3 separate regions of the Mus musculus genome follow, and regions 1 and 3 are each linked to region 2. Evidence: chromatin contacts called from public HiChIP or PLAC-seq data. All regions are on one chromosome and are shown on one strand. The core of a region is the stretch at or near the end of the contact, and the rest is flanking DNA. Distances in the headings are between cores, read along the strand shown.

The links. HiChIP or PLAC-seq counts read pairs in DNA pulled down with a chosen protein or histone mark.
Region 1: a contact with region 2 is called in a FOXA1 HiChIP or PLAC-seq map of pancreatic cancer cells. The contact joins two enhancer-like sites. A contact is called at or near these places in 3 of 484 Hi-C or Micro-C datasets (bone marrow-derived macrophages, brain and olfactory sensory neurons) and 2 of 115 datasets of contacts at active chromatin or transcription factors (astrocytes and pancreatic cancer cells).
Region 3: a contact with region 2 is called in an H3K27ac HiChIP or PLAC-seq map of acute myeloid leukemia, with 2.6 times the contacts expected there. The contact joins two enhancer-like sites. A contact is called at or near these places in 1 of 15 datasets of contacts at CTCF or cohesin (the NIH/3T3 cell line) and 2 of 115 datasets of contacts at active chromatin or transcription factors (acute myeloid leukemia and astrocytes).

The regions. Positions count from the first base shown.
Region 1 is chr16:24,932,396-24,936,033 of GRCm38.p6, reverse strand. All of the region lies in intron 10 of Lpp (LIM domain containing preferred translocation partner in lipoma), which reads right to left. Gm52245 (a long non-coding RNA gene) reads left to right here. Exons shown (of 3, transcript XR_003951917.1): 2 at 1-123; 3 at 2,913-3,419. Among named protein-coding and RNA genes, the nearest start is that of Gm52245, 7.2 kb to the left of the region's middle. Within about 2 kb of position 2,148, at least 74 of the 459 cell types and tissues checked have an H3K27ac peak or open chromatin away from gene starts, as enhancers often do. A contact at or near this core is called in bone marrow-derived macrophages and pancreatic cancer cells, where this site is marked.
Region 2 is chr16:24,197,295-24,201,415 of GRCm38.p6, reverse strand. All of the region lies in intron 1 of Gm31814 (a long non-coding RNA gene), which reads left to right. Among named protein-coding and RNA genes, the nearest start is that of Gm32126, 40 kb to the right of the region's middle. Within about 2 kb of position 1,470, at least 76 of the 459 cell types and tissues checked have an H3K27ac peak or open chromatin away from gene starts, as enhancers often do. A contact at or near this core is called in acute myeloid leukemia, bone marrow-derived macrophages and pancreatic cancer cells, where this site is marked.
Region 3 is chr16:24,858,462-24,862,606 of GRCm38.p6, reverse strand. The region is part of intron 9 of Lpp (LIM domain containing preferred translocation partner in lipoma); the gene reads right to left. Among named protein-coding and RNA genes, the nearest start is that of Gm22672, 24 kb to the left of the region's middle. Within about 2 kb of position 2,611, at least 44 of the 459 cell types and tissues checked have an H3K27ac peak or open chromatin away from gene starts, as enhancers often do. A contact at or near this core is called in acute myeloid leukemia, where this site is marked.

The DNA of each region.
Region 1 (3,638 bases), core at 899-3,398, 730 kb before region 2:
CATTTCCTCATGAGTCAGGAGAAATGGGGTACCAGGCATAAGCAACACTCTAAGGACCACTCACTTCCTTGTGTGAGCAACATTCAACCCCCAGAGAAACTAATAAACTACAATATTCTCAAGGTAAGACCTAGATTATTGCCCCCAAAGTTGCCCAAGAGTGGTTTTATAACCTTAATATGTAGGGATCAAGCATAGGTTAGATAATAGTGCTATCATGAGAAGAAATGTTACACTACTATTAAAATCCAGATTTTGAAAGGACACATCTAATAACATATTGGAAAATATCTTTAGGAGTAAAATACATTATATACAAATCTATAAACATGTCTAATATATGAGAATATATATTATATAATATATAAACAAATATATTTTGTATATGTGAATATATGACTGCAATTTCATTTTAAAAATCAGAAAGATAGGGCTGGAGAGGAAGTCAGTGGTCAGAGCACTTGCTACTCTTCCAGAGGACATTAATTTAGTTCCTAACACCCATGTTACGTGGATCATTGCCACCTCCAACTCCAAGGAACTTAACATCCTCTTCTGGCCTCCAAGGGCACCCATCCAAATGTGGCACACACACACACACACACACACACACACACACACACACTCATACACACACTGACACAAATCTTTTTGAAAACGGAAAGGGATGAGTTGGTTATTTATATTTAAATGTTTATGATTCAAAGTACATGTGAGATTACACGTGACTTGAAATGCAGTCCAGAATTGAATGTCTGTAAAAATATGAAAATCACAATGGAAACCACTGGAAACACTATGTTGTAGTGTCAGGATCACCCAGAGAGCTTTAGAGAAAACTGTCCTAACAGGCTTGACATAGTGCCTGTGCGTCAGCTCTGAAAATGGCCAAATCTAGACGTGAGCATCATCGTGCTGGCCAGGAGGATGGAAATGGCCTGGAACTCAGAGCATGTTCAAGAAGCTCAGAACTAAAGTCTAGCAGCGTGGGAAACAATATTGGTGCAGTGGAAATATTAGTAAGAGCTACACAGAAAGAAGGCTGGAGAGAAGGGTCAGGGGTTAAAAGCACACTAGAGGACTCAGGTTCAAATCCCAGCATCCACATGGAGGCTCACAACTGTCTGTAACTCCAGTCCTGTGAATCTAACCCCCTCTTCTAGACTCTATGTCCACAAAGCACTCAGGTGGTGTATAGACACATGCACAGACACAACACTCATGCACATAGACAATTTTTCCCCAAGAGCTTCATGGAAGGTAATGCAATCACTCTACTTGTCTCGTAACTACTCCTGAATGCATCACAACCTGTAAAGACACTGCATTCACTTTTTGATTGTTTTTAAACAGAAACTTAGATTTTTCTTAAAAATTTATAGAGAAGTGTTGTATTTTAATTCTCTGAAACATTTAGAGTGAGTTCAGCTTAGTGGTCTAGGTTCACTCCACGGAAAGTTAAACTTACCAATAATAATGATGATGATGATAGTAATAATAGTAATAGTAGCAGTAGTAGCAATAATAGTGATGACAATGATGATAAACCTTCAAGAATACTGAAAATAAAAACTAGTCTTCAACTCAATGGTAGCACACACGCAGCACACATGGATCCAGTCCTGAAGTCAGGACTTTCTGATAGGACAATTCCAGGAAATTGAGCTGGGGATCTGCTAAGGTGGGTGGGCACATTAGTGAGGAAAAGCAAATGTGAACAATAGTGTAATAGTTCACACTGGGAGTGTGAGCACACCGGCTCCTCCTCTTACTAGCCAGCACACAGCCTTGCCCAAACAAGACAGAAAGATACGCACTCTTTGTTTTTGCAGTCATAACTTTTAAAGTACAATTTGTAAATATCTGACCTAAAATAATAACAACATGGACTTTTCTGTGTCTCCTCTGGCCTTTTATCTGTTGAATTCACACCCACTACACATGAACATTCAAATTTACATTCCAGTCACCACCATAATGAATTTCTAAAGGGAAATTTTTTGACCTTTAACACATAGGCAATGATTCACTGCTGACAGGGCTTAATGTGATGGATTTAGAAATCTGATTACCACACTTCCTTGGGAGACTCAGCTCAAAACAAAACTAACCCTGTTGCACAACAGTAAAAATGAGCTCCGAGTCTTGTGGATTTGCATGTGTAGCTGAAATCACAATGCGCAACCTTCTGAGACCTCTCATCTACTGCGACTAGAACAAGATCTTCCTTTTCTGATAAAATGCCAGTTTGATCTGCTTACTGTTTAGCAGCTGCAGACAGACTTTTATTCAGGCTGCAGTAGCACACTCAAAGCTTTCCGATCAACTGGAGAGTTTGCTCTCAAAATGCTCAGCTGCTTGGTCTCTACCTGGCTCTTCCATTCGTCCTCTGCCCTCTTGCCCCTGGGATTATGACTACGCATGTGTCAATCTTCCTGCCTTCACATCTTCATCTAGGGTTCTTATCCTTGTCCCCTCTTTCCCACTAACATCATGTGCCACAGACCTTCCCATCCTCCCTGAGGAAGTGTCGCCAATTACCCAGTTCGAATAAATGCCTTCCTCGTGCAATCTCTATGTCCACTTAAATGCTTTCAAAATCGGCTTTTATTTATTTTACAACTTTTTTTAAAAAAAAGTTTCCTTCTGACAGATTTCCAGAGAGCCAGATGTTGCACACAATAGGCTTTCAGGTATCTTTTTAAAAGTGGGATTCTACGAAAGTGGTTCTTTAGAGACAGAGATGAAAACCCTCGTAGGTTTTATAAACACACACACACACACACACACACACACACACACACACACACACACACACAGAAATTCATTAGAGATAAGGAAAAATTAACATCAGTCAAATTTGCATTAGAATCAGAACAGTCTCATGGCAAGTTATTTTTCTTGTCTTTCAGAAGTCAACTGAACTGAACACAGACTTGGCCCTTTTGGTTGGGAAGAATGCTGACACACAATATTGTTCACAAGGAGTTGGGTGCTTCAAGGACAATGACATTTGTGCATGGAAACGCCTACCTTCCACTTGCCCGGAGGCCGATTGTAAACATGTTAAACAGTTTGCCCAAGGCACTCTATTCCAGACTGCCTGTCATATAAACAACATTAACAGTTTTGCTGAAGAGAATAACTAAGTGATTCTCACCTTACTTTCTACTTTTTCCAGGACTCCAGAGTAATATCTGTCCAGCTAGCATGAACTATGAAACCCTAGCAATTGCTGGGAGGCTCGAGGGAGGAAATAGCTAAAGGGAGAAAAGCAGTCACTGAAACTGCTACAGACACAAGTGAAGATGTCTTGACTGCCAAAAGAGACTCCCTAGGCTTCCCACATTATTATTCATAAGAAGAAGGAAGCTGCCAGGCCGGCAGTGAGCACACCTTAAATCTCAGCATCGAGAGGCAGCGGCAGAGGCAGAGGCAGGCAGATTTCCGCGAGTTTGAAGCCAGCCTGGTCTACAAAATGAATGAGTTCCAGGATACCCAGAGTTACACAAAGAAACTCTGTCTTGACAAAAAGCAAAAACCCAAACCAAACAAACAAAGAAAAGAAAGAAAAGAGAGGAATTAAAGAACATTAGTTGAAAGTTAGGAAATTTGATACTCAGCAGGGTAAGCAATGA
Region 2 (4,121 bases), core at 221-2,720:
GGGAGTGAGGCAAAGGCAGAGAGCACTTCCCATTTTACAGATAGAATCTGGGCCTCAGAAAACAGGCCACCCGTACAAGTGTCACCGCTGAGACTGCTAATAATCGGTCCCAGACTTTTCTCCTCTTCCCTGTACTGTTCCATCCTATCCTGTTTGATCAACTCTTCAGTCCTTAGATTTGAAAACCAAGGGTTCCCCTGACCCTCCCCCCTCCTCCACACACATACGCACAATGTCAGGCTTGTGGTTTAGGAACCAACAATTTTGACAAAGACACAGTTAAGATTCTCTGCAACAATGACCAGGACAAGTTTAAATAAAAGTACGAATTCTCATTTGAAGCTTTAGAGGAAGACATGGAGCGGCTTTGTTTGTTAAAACTCAGGTGGCATGAGTCGAATGGGCTTTCAAAGTACTTGTACCAACTAATCTTTCAGATGTTTCTAGTGGGGAGCAGAGCCTGATCTGGCTGTACTTACACGTGTGGGCCAGCTGTGGGCCTTTTTTCCTTACCCCGTGTTACTGATATTGTGGCCTCAATAGCGCTGTGGTGCAAATACTTACAGCCAATCTTATATTTTTATTTATTTATTTATTTTTAACCACTGTAGAAACAGTTGTTAAGCATTTCCCAGGCACCCAAGCTAGCAACTAATTGAGCCTGGCACCAACTGGTACCCAAATGTTCTCTGTCATGTGTACAGGCTCATCTTCAGGATTGGTTTTGGCCTCTAACCACAAAGTCATACCTGAGTGCCATTCTTTAAGTGGGAAATTCTTTCCATCTGCCTTTGCAAAATCATGCTGATGGGTTTCCACTAATAATAGTCCTCTGTGTGCATGTGGAGCTTGCAAAGAGTCTGCATGGCCCTCATCACTTTCAAGTTTCATGTGATCCATGGGGCAGATGCCTTCTCTCCTTGGTAGAAAGAAAAGGGTCTGACAGGGAATGTGACTGCTCCCACAGTCAGAGGCCTTGCAAGTGGCAGGTGGACCTTGAGCCATCTTCAGCTTCCGCGTTCTGTGCACCTGCCTCTCACCAGCTGCTTCCTTCACCTCAGACACTTGCTAGATCACTCACTTGCTCGCAATGCCTGAAGGTTAGGCTGCTGTCGGCAGCATGGAAGCGTCTAGCAGCCATTTGGGGTTAACACCAGTCTTGGACTTTGACAGGAAGGAATAGACTCTCTAGCTTGGGGGTGTAAATATAAGCCACCCATTTCGCTATTCTGCCGAGAAGAAAGGTGTCCACTTTTGTTCCCTGTTGGTGCTTGGTTTTCTGTGATTCCGTTTAAACGCTGTTATGGGGACCTTGTGTTTTTAGGTCCTTCTCTCAGTAAGAACTTGGAGCCTCTCAAATGACCCAGCATAAATGGTCCGCTTCCCTTCTTGCACAACCCCCACCCAGCCTTGTTACTGCCCAGCGCTGTATTGATTGGAAAGCATTTCACAATGCGTTTTCAAAACATGCTGAAGGTCGAGACTGAGTGACTCATAGGCCGTCACATTTCTTTCTGCTTTAGTCCCTCTGGACTTTATCGGTTAGGTTGGCTAATGGAAGTCCCTAAAGAAACTGTTAACTGCCCAACCTTGGCCAGTAGGATGCAGGATTAGTAGGTGGCTTCACAAAATAATTCCTAATCACGTCTGTGGCGATGGACCTGTGGAAATCTCTTTGGTTTTTGAATGCCAAGTCTCTAGAAGAATAAGAAGTCAGGAGAGGGTTCCCGAGCTCATTTTGCCAGCTCTGGCTCCCAGAGCATCAGAGAGCCGACAACGTCAGGTGAGCGAGTCAGCTGATACCCGAGGCTCTCCTGCTGCTCTGGGTGATCTATGCCACTCCATTCGTCTGGGGAACTTGGGGCCATGACCCTGATCCAGGCCTTCAGAGCTGGCTGCCAGAGGCTAAAGGATGTTGTCCTGGGCAGTGAAGAATGCCTGGGAGCATAGTAGTAACGGATAGTTCCGGGTAGCAGTGAGGGTTCTGGGCTAACACACAGCCTTATCTCCACTACCTGAGGTTTTTGACCAGTGGCTCGGCCAGTTAGCATCTTGATTTTCTACCACCTGGTAAAGGAAGGTCTTCCTGACACTTTATTTCCCAGGCTGGCTTTGAAGAGCAAATGATAGAATGTATGCAGAGTATCATCAGGAAGAGCCTGCAGCATGACTCCTTATGGACTACTAGAACACTTGGCTTTGAATTATTAATTAATTAATTAATTTTTATTTTTCATAGTTTCCTAACTTTTTAAATTAGATATCTTCTTTATTTACATTTCAAATGTTATCCCCTTTCCTGGTTTCCCCTCTGAAAACCCACTACCCCTTCCCTCCTCCCCTGCTCATGAACCTACCCACTCACTCTTCCTGGCCCTAGCATTCCCCTACACAGGGACTTAGAGCCTTCACAGAACCAAGGGCCTCTTCTCCCCTTGATGACCGACTAGGCCATTCTCTGCTACATATGCAGTTGGAGCTATGAGTTCCACCATGTGTTTTCTTTGGTTTTGTCCTTGGGAGCTATGGCAGTACTGGTTGGTTCCTATTGTTGTTCCTCCTATGGGGCTACAAACCCCTTCAGCTCCTTGGGTCCTTTCTCTAGCTCCTTCATTGGGGACCCTGTGCTCAGTCCAATGGATGGTTATAAGCATCCACTTCTGTATTTGTTAGGCATTGGCAGAGTGTCAGCAAGTACTTATTGGCATCCACAATAGTTTCTGTGTTTGGTTATTGTATATGGGATAGAACCCCAGGTGGGGTAGTCTCTGGATGGTCATTCAGCTTTGGAATTCTTTACATGCAAGCTTTTTGAACCCCTAAAAAATACTGTTCTAAAAAAATAATCTGTCATAAAAATTAAAGCTTCCAAGTGAGTCATCTAGAATAGCCTTGAGGTTGAAAATGTGCTTAGTGACCCTCCCCCACACTCCAGGATTTTACTCTTTCAGTATTGTGAAGGCCCTTTCCCTTTAGCAGTCACAGAAATAGTATCCCAAAGCTAGGGCAGTAATAATGCTGTCTGCAGGTCTATCTCACCAGCCTAGCTCTCCTCAGTCACTCCTCTCTGCATCCCTTCCAGCCCCAAGCTGCTAACCCCCTCCTTCTGGACTGGAGAACAACCAATATAAAAACAGTGAATGCCATCATGTTCAAGTACATCCCCAGTGAGGAATGGCCATAAAGTCTTCCTGCCTCACTGTGACTGTTCCCCATGCCACCCCCAGTCTGTCTCTTCATCTGAGACCTTGTCAATTACAGCTCCCACCCCTTGATTTTAGAAATGAACAACCTAAAGTTCTGAGTAATAAAGTGGCCTTCCCAGGTCCACGCAGCTCACTTATGGCAGAATCAGGATCTGGGTACCAGGATCTTTTCCTGCTTCAATGAACCAGACACCCAGAGGACCCAGAGAACCCAGAGAACCCAGGGGACCCAGAGGACTCAGAGGACTCAGAGGAATGATGAATAAAATAGATTGTTGTGGCGTGTGTCGGACATCTGGTTTCCAAGGAGAGTTTATATTAAGTAGCAGCGAGGCCTCAAAAGCTATGGTAGCTAGCGTGAATGAACTTATGTAATCAACATTTATCAGGAACATGTGTCATCAAACATCTGCCAGATCTGAGTGTTGGCACCAAACCTGCTTTCATTGTCAAAGAAAAGAAGGGAGAAAGAAACTTGACTAAATAAAGCCGGCAGACATTTTTACTAGAAAATCCAGAGGTATTTTCTTAAGGAATAGAAGCACACCTGCAACATCTTAAAAATCAATTTCAATGTGATTGGGTGACTCTAGCAGTCATAGATTTAAAACACACACACACACACACACACACACACACACACACACACACACACACACACATGAATTGATGTCTAAAGTCAGCATCACCAGGTTCCTGTCCTTTTGGTCCGTTTGGTAACAGAAGCCTGGAAATGACATGTGTAAAAGTTGCCCAGAGCAACATCCTAGGTTGCTGATCTCCTAAACAAAAACACCCCAAAGTGCTTTTGGTTTTCATTGGTACAACACAAGCAGGTCAGAAAGACATGGAACATTCTCCTGCCAAACTTCCATGAAGAATCTGGCTTGCATGAAGACTTGAATGTGGAGGTCC
Region 3 (4,145 bases), core at 1,362-3,861, 660 kb before region 2:
TCCGAGGGCTGAAGAAAGTAATGGAGCCTTGCTAATACCTTGAATTCTGATACATTCAGTGAGATAACAAATATGTGTTGCTGTAGGCCCCACATTTGTAGTAATTTACTGTATCAATAGGAAAATAAAACAATAAAACAATGCTGATTGTTTTGGGCACCATAAAAAAAATACTGATACAATTTTCATCATCAATAAAATTCTTTCTCCACTTTATTGAGCCAGTGTGAGAAGAAGTGAGAAAGGCTAAGGGTCTCAACTGGGCCAAGCTCCCTTTCTAACCTAAGGCCCCTTTGAAAGGGCAGTGGAGATCATCAGCTCATCTTTCCCAGGGCCTCATGATATGCTGAGGAACTACAGACAGCTTGCAAGATAGTCGCTGGGCCGTGTGTGTGTGTGTGTGTGTGTGTGTGTGTGTGTGTGTGTGTGTGTCTTTATGGAGGGTATGGATGCTGGTAGTTTTCTCATATACCAGTGGATGGTCTCCCCACATCTGGGAACATATCACAGCACTAACTGGAATGAATTTAAAAAAAAAAAAAGACATGAAGTTGGAAGGCATCTTGTGTGTGGGGGGGGTGTATACAAGGGTTTTAAGGAGAAAAATGGGGTGCAGAAATGATAATGTTGCATACACACACACACACACATATATGTACATACATATGAAATTCAGAAAAATAAAGAACAAAGATCTTTTTTAGTATAAAAAGTGGAGGGAACCAAGCATATAGATGATAAATTCAATCACACATCCTTACCAAACATTTAGCTATTTTGTCTTTCTTATTTCTCTAGTACGTGCCCATTTTCATCCTGAGACTGTCCCCTTTGATGCCCCTAATCATTGATAGTACAGAACTATATCATTTATTACTCACTGCGATCATAATTTTTGCAGTTTAAGGCAAGATAGAAACATCGTCATGAATTACTTTCTCCCTGGATACTAAGATTCGGTTTTCTGCAGAGTTTAGCAGTCTCAGCATTCGGGTTTTCCCCCTTCTCCTATTAGCATGAGTAGTTTCACCTTGCACTTATTGGAAGCAGCTGTCAGCCTCTGGCATGTCTGAATCAGCAGCACCTTTGGTTTTATTCAGAGGCCACATCTACATGGAATAAAGTTACTGGCCATACCCTTTCTGACAGTACGACTGCCTTCCTGGTATCAGCAGTGGTAGAGTGGGCTACTACAGGTGTCATGTGAGGCAAAGGCCCCAGGGAATGCTCATGTCCTGACTGGATGAAGAAGGACGGTGTGAGGTTTCAGCATGTTCCCCACAATGACATGCCATTCAAACCTTACAATCTGTTTCTTTCTAGAATTTTTCACTTAATATATGTAAGCCACAGTATATTCTAGGTAATGGAAACTGTACTAAATAAGCGCGAGTGAACAGGGACTGTGATATCAAGGCATGCCTTGGGATAACTCACTAATTCATGACTAATGAACACTTGATTAGTAACAGCATGAAAAGGAAGCCAGGCTTCCACATGAATGGAAGGATCACATGCGTGCTCCCAATGATGGCTGGAGCCATTCTCTCTAGTTTTATTAAAACAAACAAACAAACAAACAAACAAGATTTGGAGATGGCTCCCAAGGTCTTTTCCATTGTAAACATAGACAAACTCTTCAGTAGGCACCAGGACCAAAAAACCACAAGAACTCAGTTGAGAATACACATGTGAGGGGTTTTCTGACAGCTTGCCTTTTTGTTGAAACTTGGAAGCAACATTCAAATCTAGATGTATATACATTTCCACTTCTAAAGATTGGGTGATCTGCCTTCTGTTGCATTTGGTGGCATCTTTGCACAGCAGCAGTATGCCCCTAGTCCTGCTGATGCGGAAGAACCCAAGGGCAGGTAAAGCATGGCTGCATTGATCCGAAAAGCTGCTTACTTAGGCACTTCCTGTTTTGAAGCGTGAGTAAAAGACAGCAATGCCATCTTTCTGTTCCACCTGGCAAGTCTGTACTCTGCCCCACGAGGTGCCTCTGTGAGATCATCTCAGTCACTAGCAGTGCTACTTGGCAACAGGAACAGTTGTTCTCTCCTGGATCAAGCACAGATCTAGTGGCATGGACCAGCTCCTCGCTGAACACTGACTGTCTCGCCTTCCACGTCCCTACTGCTGGCTCATCACCCTGTTAGTGCTGAAGACATTCTGCTATCTCAAGAGGGAACACTTTCCCTGCCTTCCTTTCTACCAAGTTCTTCATTTTATCATGCCTTTCTTCTCCTTTCTACAGGGGCCGGGGGAGTCTTTCCTTACAGATGCAGCTCAGGTATCAGCCCTTAAGCTACCACTGCTTTCCATGTCCCAAGGCATCCTTTGGTCATATGCACAGATACCTCACAGGGAAAGGGTTATTATACATTTTTGGTTGTCTAACCTGTGACAGTCTATGAGTTTCTTGAGGGCAAAGACTTCCAAATTTATTTATCTTTTCTCCATCCTGGATATTCTGTGCAGTAAAACTCTCATTCACTCCACATAAATCTGTGATGGGCAAATAGTGAGTTTCCCACAAGCATTCACTGAGGCACACGTTGCAACCTTCTAATCTCCCGTGTCATTACCAAACGTACTGACTCACTGAAAAGGAGAAGTGACACACAATCTAGGAGATTAATTCTGTTCGGTTTCATCATCTCTGTTATTTGCTCAGTTATCAAAGGAACTGAAATTGAAAACACACACACAAAACTATGCAGCCCACGGACCTACCACTATGAAAATGTGCTGAGGAGCTGTCATTAGTGAACAGGTGAATCTCAGCAGAAACCAGTGAACACATCCTCCCTTACCAACACATCTATCATGGGACCCCAGACACAGTAAAAACCCCTGCCTGCTCGCTTATGTTCCACCGCAACCATGAAGCAAGACATGATGCAATCCAGAAATATCGTTTTGTGAAATAAAAATGAAAATCACTATTAGTGAAAGTCATAGAACCAGGGTTCCTTACACAGATGTGTCACAGAGGACCTTCTGAAAGTAGTTGCCAGTGTGTTTCTGTCTTCGGGTCTATGATGTGACAAGATGAAACTTGATCAGTAATTCTCAACTTAGATTTTAATTCTATTATAACTAAGAATATGCCATAGTCAGTTAAAATTTGTCAGTGGGTATGGGCTTAAGGATATCTGTGTCTGTTTAATTTTCTATCTATCATCTCTCTACCTATCTACCTATCATCTATCTACCTATCATCTATCTATCATCTATCTATCTTCTATCTATCTATCTATCTATCTATCTATCTATCTATCTATCTGCCATCTGTCTATCTATCATCTCTCTATATACAGACTTATACATGTACAGCGCATATGGGCACATAGCTTTGTCTCATGAAAATGTTGCTCCCTTGGATGATTCTTACTCTTCATGCTTAGAACCCAAAAAGTCTGGACCCTTTCCATTCCAACAATCTTGGTTTGATATTCCTTGGATAACCATGTGACTGACAGAAAGTACAGTAGTATATGGTACTGATGGCAGAATCCTGTAGAACATTATAGCTATGAGGACAAGTGGCTCCATTAGAAACACTTACTTGTTAAGCAAGTCAGAACAGAGACTTCCCTTAGAAAGCCTCCTAACAATCTGTGTGACCTTGGTCCAGGTTTAGAACTGTCTTAGCACTGGCTTTTTCACCCATATACTAGATCTGAGTGACTACCTACTATGCCGGCATGATGAAGCATGATCTATTACTAAAGTATTTAATAAAGTGCTTAGTCCATAATCAGTGTTCCATAAATGGTCATCAGTTATTAAGGGCTGATTTTGTGCTAAATGGAGAAAAATGGACAAGAAATGTCTCCATCTTTAAAGGCTAGGATTCCATTTATGCTAAAGAACTTCAGATTACTCTATCTTGACTTATTTTTCTAGAGCGTCCTATCAGTTAAATGAATATAACACTATACCAATGTCTTGTCTTATACTTTGCTTCAGTATTTACAGTGATCCAACAAATATGAAATATCTTAACATCTGAGCTGGCAATTGCCAATTTTACCTTTGGTTATCATTTGAGATTGGTTCCAAGTTCAGAATCAAGCAAGAGAAGTCAAATTACCTAAGTTTTTGACATTCTGCTAGCCCTGATATTATGCTAATATGCT